Regions from separate parts of the Pan troglodytes genome. Here region 1 is linked to region 2. Evidence: chromatin contacts called from public Hi-C data. All regions are on one chromosome and are shown on one strand. The core of a region is the stretch at or near the end of the contact, and the rest is flanking DNA. Distances in the headings are between cores, read along the strand shown.

Evidence for each region. A called contact is a pair of places that touch in the nucleus more often than the background predicts.
Region 1: a Hi-C map of stem cell-derived neural progenitor cells shows a contact between it and region 2, with 6 times the contacts expected there. The contact joins the promoter of TSEN2 here to the enhancer-like site in region 2. A contact is called at or near these places in 1 of 7 Hi-C or Micro-C datasets (stem cell-derived neural progenitor cells) and 1 of 1 datasets of contacts at active chromatin or transcription factors (stem cell-derived excitatory neurons).

The regions. Positions count from the first base shown.
Region 1 is chr2:16,491,982-16,495,068 of NHGRI_mPanTro3-v2.0_pri, forward strand. It overlaps TSEN2 (tRNA splicing endonuclease subunit 2), which reads left to right and starts at 1,665. Exons shown (of 12, transcript NM_001280291.1): 1 at 1,665-1,691.
Region 2 is chr2:15,676,599-15,679,510 of NHGRI_mPanTro3-v2.0_pri, forward strand. All of the region lies in intron 2 of VGLL4 (vestigial like family member 4), which reads right to left. Among named protein-coding and RNA genes, the nearest start is that of VGLL4, 61 kb to the right of the region's middle. Within about 2 kb of position 1,628, at least 7 of the 24 cell types and tissues checked have an H3K27ac peak or open chromatin away from gene starts, as enhancers often do. A contact at or near this core is called in stem cell-derived neural progenitor cells, where this site is marked.

The DNA of each region.
Region 1 (3,087 bases), core at 415-2,914, 820 kb after region 2:
TTCTTAAATTAGCTTGTTCTGGTCGGATATTACAGCCTCTCTTCAGCTGTCTCTCCCCTGCCCAATCCACCATATCCTGTGACTCTTGCCAATTTTCTCCCTTTCTTTTGCAACATTCTTACCACAAAGCTCTTTGATTTTGGTGTATCTAAAGCCTGAACTCCCTAGCCTAGCAGTGAAGGTCCTTGCAGCAGAGGACCCACTGAATGCTGCGACATGATCTCACTCTACCAAGAGCAAGCCCACAGTGCAGTTCAAAAAGGGCCAGGCAGGATGCAGTGGCTCACGCCTGTAATCCCAGCACTTTGGGAGGCCGCGGCGGGAGGATCGCTTGAGGTCAGGAGTTTGAGACCAGCCTGGCCAACGTGGTGAAACCCCGTTTCTACTAAAAATATAACAATCAGCCGGGCGTGGTGGCAGGCGCCTGTAATCCGAGCTACTCGGGAGGCTGAGGCAGGAGAATCACCTGAACCTGGGAGGCAGAGGTTGCAGTGAGGTAAGTGAGCTGAGATGGTGCCACTGCATTCCAGCCTGGGCGACAGAGCCAGGCTCAGTCTCAAAAAATAAAAAGGGCCAGAAAAACAGGGACAACACATGCCATGCCAGACTACTGCAGAGCACAGAGGCAAGTCACCCAAGCAGGTCTGGGAAGGCAAGAAGTCTCCTGGAAGAGGTGATATTTGAGCTGAGACCTAAAGGCTGACCAGGAATTACTGCAGCTAACAGAGGGGAGGGAACATAGAGGCAACAGCATGCGTGAAGGAATGGAGGCAAGAACATTGGCAGAAGTCCAAAATTCAACATCCATCATCACATCTAGCACCATGAATCTCTCCAGCAGTATTTGCCACACTTCCTTGCCATCCTCCTTTGCCTCCTGCTTAGTCTGTGTGGTGGAACTCCTGTGATTCATATTTGGGAAAGTATATATTGGACTCCCCACAGGGCTCCTTTAAAATAACCAGGTCAGGAGAAACTTACACTTCCTATTGCACTCCAGTTTTGCTCATCTCCCGTAATTCTGATGGCCCATTTTTCAGTAAACTCAAGCTCAGAAAGGTTGTCAGTCATTCAAGCTCACGCAGCCAGTGAGGGGGGAAAATGGGGATGCAGAGCAGGTGGACCTGCCGCCTATTGTCCCTTAACTGCACAGGCAGTCTGGGCACACAGAGGCTTCTGGCCAGGTGTCTGCCAGAGGAAACGTCCTTGCAAGTTCCCCGCATGCTGCAGCGTACACAGGTGCGCTGCTGTGATCCTCTTTCTACATTGAGAAAGATGAGATCAGTTTCCTCAGGGCCATTTAATAAAGTCCTGTCGGTCGCCTCAAACATCCCATCCACCGAGGGCGGAAGACTCTAGGTCTCTCCCATCTCCCACGTGACTATGTGACATTTGACGGGTAACTGCATCTCATCTGTAAAATGCGTCTTGCAGGATCGTTCTGGCTTCCGTACAATCCTGCAGAGAGCAGCAAAGAGCGCACGCAGCCTCCGCCTCATACTCCGCAGTGGCAGAGCTGGCGCACAGAACACCCGCCAGCCGGCCGTGCGCAGGCGCTCTCCGCCAAGTCCCGACGGGAGCTCTGCGGCTGCGCACTCGGCTGGCTTTGCGGCCGCACTGCTTGACGGCAGCGGTGTCCGCCCCACGGCCGGCGTTGCCGGGGTAACGGCGAGCGCGTGGGGCCAAGAAAGGTAAGGGCCCTGGGCGAGGAAACCGCGGCCCTTTCCGAGTTTGGTGTTTTGCGGCGAAAGGAAATCTCGCTCTTCCGAAAGTCCTCCAGGGCGAGAGAGGAAAGGGCCTAGGTACTGTGCTGGGGTCGCACAGCCGGCCGAGACAGTGCCGGGACGGGGAGCCAGGCTTCCTAGTGCGCCCGGTCACTGACTCCTCCGCGCTTTCCTCGTGCGCCTGCAGCCCTTGGTTCTTGGAAACGCCGGCGCCTTGTTCAGGGCTGGTGGGGCTGGGGCGCAAGGTGCAGCTGACAATGCCTGAGAGGAGCCGCAGCCTCTGGTGGAGTTCGGTCGGGTGTGGGGGTAGTCAGGGAAAGAAGCAAAGGGGTAAGACAGGGAGTTAGGAATTCGCGGGGCCCCTAACGCTATTGGGGTGCGCAGTTGTTTATTTTATTTGCAGCTGTCGTCTGGTGAGCGCTTTCCACGTGGTAGGCCCCGAACGAAACGCCTTCTGCAAAATTATGCATTTAATCCTGACAACAACTTTCAAAGGCTGGTCATCTGTTTATATGGCTTATTCTCAGGTTCTAACTTGAAAGCTCCCCAGAGGCAGGATTGTTTACCTTGTCCCTTTCATCCTTGCCTCCCTAAGCCCAGGAGGTGCGCAGATGGAGCTTGAAGCGTGTTTTGGTTGGGAGAAGGTGAGATTTGCTGAGTAGGAGGTTTTTTAACCAGGTTTGTTTGGCACCTAGTCCAGGAAGTTGGAAAATTAAATGGAGCCACCTCTCCCTTTTTTGTTTTTCTAATAGACATTTACCATCACCTAAGAGGTGTTAGCTTGTGTGCTCGAGGGAAGAATAAGAAACAGACTCTGCTTTTAATAGAAAGTAAGAATATGCAGCTCTGGAGTCAGGTGTGCGCAGGTTGGGGAAATAAGTAAAGATTTCTCAGGGGTGCGCCCGGCCCCTCCGAGTCACTTTCCCCATCTGTACAATGGAAATAAAAATAGTCTTTACCTCCGGGGGCTACTGGGATTAAGTGAATTTGAATAGACCTTGCTGTTACCAGTGGTTAGCTATATGTTAAAATCAGCTGGGTCCACCCAGGAAATTCTGATGTAATTGATTGCAGGTGAGGCCTGGGCATGAGGAGTTAAGGGTAGCTAAGCTTGAGGGCCACTGTGTGATGTACCACTCCCAGGTTTAATTTTCTTAATCTGCATTTTTCAATCATCATTCTAAATAACCTGCAGTGACTCCAATTCCAAACCAACCTTTGCATCCCAAACCTCTTGACAACTGACCCAGTCTTTCCTATATGTTTTTGTGCACCTCAGGCACCGCTCTTCTTTCTTATCTGTGGAATGAGGATAGTACAGTCAGCTCTCCCTATCAGGTTCCGAATCTGTGGATTCAACCAA
Region 2 (2,912 bases), core at 378-2,877:
TAATTTTGTATTTTTAGTAGAGACGGGGTTTCTCCACGTTGGTCAGGCTGGGTCTTGAACTCCCGACCTTGGGTGATCCCCCCCGGCTCGGCCTCCCAAAGTGCTGGAACTACAGGCGTGAGCCACCACGCCCAGCTTCAAGTCCTATTTTGAAGGGACTTAGGTATGGATTTCATAAAGAAAGTGGCATTGGCATGGGCCCTTAAAAGAACAAGATCTCAAAGCAGGTTTGAGGAATGCGGCATTCTAAACACAGTACTTCAGTAGACACAAACAAAGTATTTGCTATAACCCATTGATTATTGCATGAGCAGATTAAGTGAATTTTAACTGATTACTAAGAACAAGAGTTCCGTAAACTGTAAAACTATTTAAAATTTCCCATCTTGGCCGGGCGCGGTGGCTCACGCCTATAATCCCAGCACTTTGGGAGGCCGAGACTAGTGGATCATGAGGTCAGGAGATTGAGACATCCTGGCTAACACGGTGAAACCCCGTCTCTACTAAAAAATATAAAAAATTAGCCGGGCGTGGTGGTGGGCACCTGTAGTCCCAGCTACTCAGGAGGCTGAGGCAGCAGAATGGTGTGAACACGGGAGGCGGAGCTTGCAGTGAGTGGAGATCGCGCCACTGCACTCCAGCCTGGGTGACAGAGCGAGACTCCATCTCAAAAAAAAAAAAAAAAAAAAAAAAATTCCCATCCTGCCAGCCAGCAGTTAGCTAGAAGCAGGTTCTGATCTTGGTTCTGCCACAGACTGGCTGCGTGAGTTTAGGCGTGTTACAGAATCTCTCTGATCTACTTCTGCATCTTTGAAAAATATGGATAATGATACAGCCTGGCCATTCTCCTTTGATCATACCACTTTTCTCATGGCATTTAATATGGCCTACTATAATTACGCATGGCTTTATCTCCCCTGTAGACCAAACCAAGAGCTCCTGAGGGCAAAGGCCTTTGCTTATTTACTCTGAAACGCAGCCCAGTGCTAGCTGTGCTAGCAGACACATTGTCAATGCCAGTTTCTACCCTTTCTGTTGGATTCCCACTCGCTATGAAAATCCTTTCCTTTGTTCTACAAAGTACACTGTTCTTCAAATCATGAAGTAACCCAGTTTCAAAATTTTAGTTTTACTTTGTAAGTTTCCGCATATCTCTATCCCAGTATGGTGTGGTTTCTTGTTGTTGTTGTTTTTGTTTTGTTTTGTTTTTAATATTGTAAATGTTATAGGTTTCAAAGATTATCTATTTGGGAACTTGGGCATAAACTCAACATATACACTTCTCATGCTTCCAAGTACTGGAAGCATGTGGAACCCGAGTGGAAAAATCATTTAAATTTAGCTCTAAAAATTAAAAAATTAAATAACTTTGGGATCCAAAGGAAAGACTCTTAAACTTTATGTTAACTGAACTTTCATTTCGGCCTTGTTTCCAATAGATTGAGAAAAAGACTGAATACCAAACAGCAACAAAAGCAGCCCGTGACGCATTTCAGTGTCATCAGGGTGGCTGTGGGGCTGAATTGTAGGATTATCATAGCCAAAATTCTTTACAAAGCTGAACACTACCCTGCTTGTTGATCGATTCAAACACAAAGTGTGAGCAGCAGTCAAAATTCCTTCTGTCCTAGAGAGGAGAAATGCCCTCAGGATGGAGGGCTGGAAAGAAAGCTCTCTGAGGCGGCTGACTGCAATGAAGGTTGCCAGTGCCCCCCCACTCCACCCCAGCTCCTCCCAGTCACAACCACTCAGCAGGCTGGAAACCCAGAAAGAACCATCCACATTGAAAACTGAGTCATCGTGAGAAAGGCTCCATCACAGACGATGCAAATAAGGTACAGGACAAAGGAAGGAAAGGAATATTGCCAAGAAAAGGTCAATGAAGACACACCAGACAGCCAGAGAGATTATGCTGGAAAGAATTAGAAAGTTGGCCGGGCGCGGTGGCTCACGCCTGTAATCCCAGCACTTTGGGAGGCCGAGGCGGGTGGATCACGAGGTCAGGAGATCGAGACCATCCTGGCTAACACGGTGAAACCCCGTCTCTAATAAAAATACAAAAAATTAGCCGGACGTCGTGGCGGGTGCCTGTAGTCCCAGCTGCTTGAGAGGCTGAGGCAGGAGAATGGCGTGAACCCGGGAGGCGGAGCTTGCAGTGAGCCGAGATCGCGCCACTGCACTCCAGCCTGGGTGACAGAACAAGACTCCGTCTCAAAAAAAAAAAAAAAAAAAAAAAAGAATTAGAAAGTTATGAACCAACATTTTTCCATTTATTTATTTATTCATTTATTTATTTTTGAGAGGAAGTCTTATTCTATTGCCCAGGCTGGAGTGCAGCGGCATGATCCTGGCTCACTGCAACCTTTGCCTCCTGGGTTCAAGCGATTCTCCTGCCTCAGCCTCCTGGAGTAGCTGGGACTACAGGTGTCCGCCACCACGCCCAGCTAATTTTTGTGTTTTTAGTAGAGATGGGGTTTCACCGTGTTGGCCATGCTGGTCTCCAACCCCTGACCTCAGGTGATCTGCCCGCCTCGGCTTCCCAAAGTGCTGAGATTACAGGTGTGAGCCACTGCACCCAGCCTGAACAAATATTTCTCTATGAGACTTTTAAAAAATAGGCATAGCCTCCCTGAAACAGGAACTCAAATAAGAAACAGGACAAAAAGGGGAGATTAAAAGATAGTAAAGTTCAGGGAAGAAATGAAGTTCAGGAAGAGTGAGGCAATCCCGGAAACGGATGCCGCACTAAACAGCAATAAAGGAAGTAGAGACACTGATGGAAACACAACCAAATATATGGAGGACACATTCCAGAAAATCCCAGTGATTGGCTCAAGAAGGAGCACATGACTCACAGACGTTAGCTGCAGACTTTCTGGAACAAAGCCCAAGAAAGCTATCAGAAGAAACAT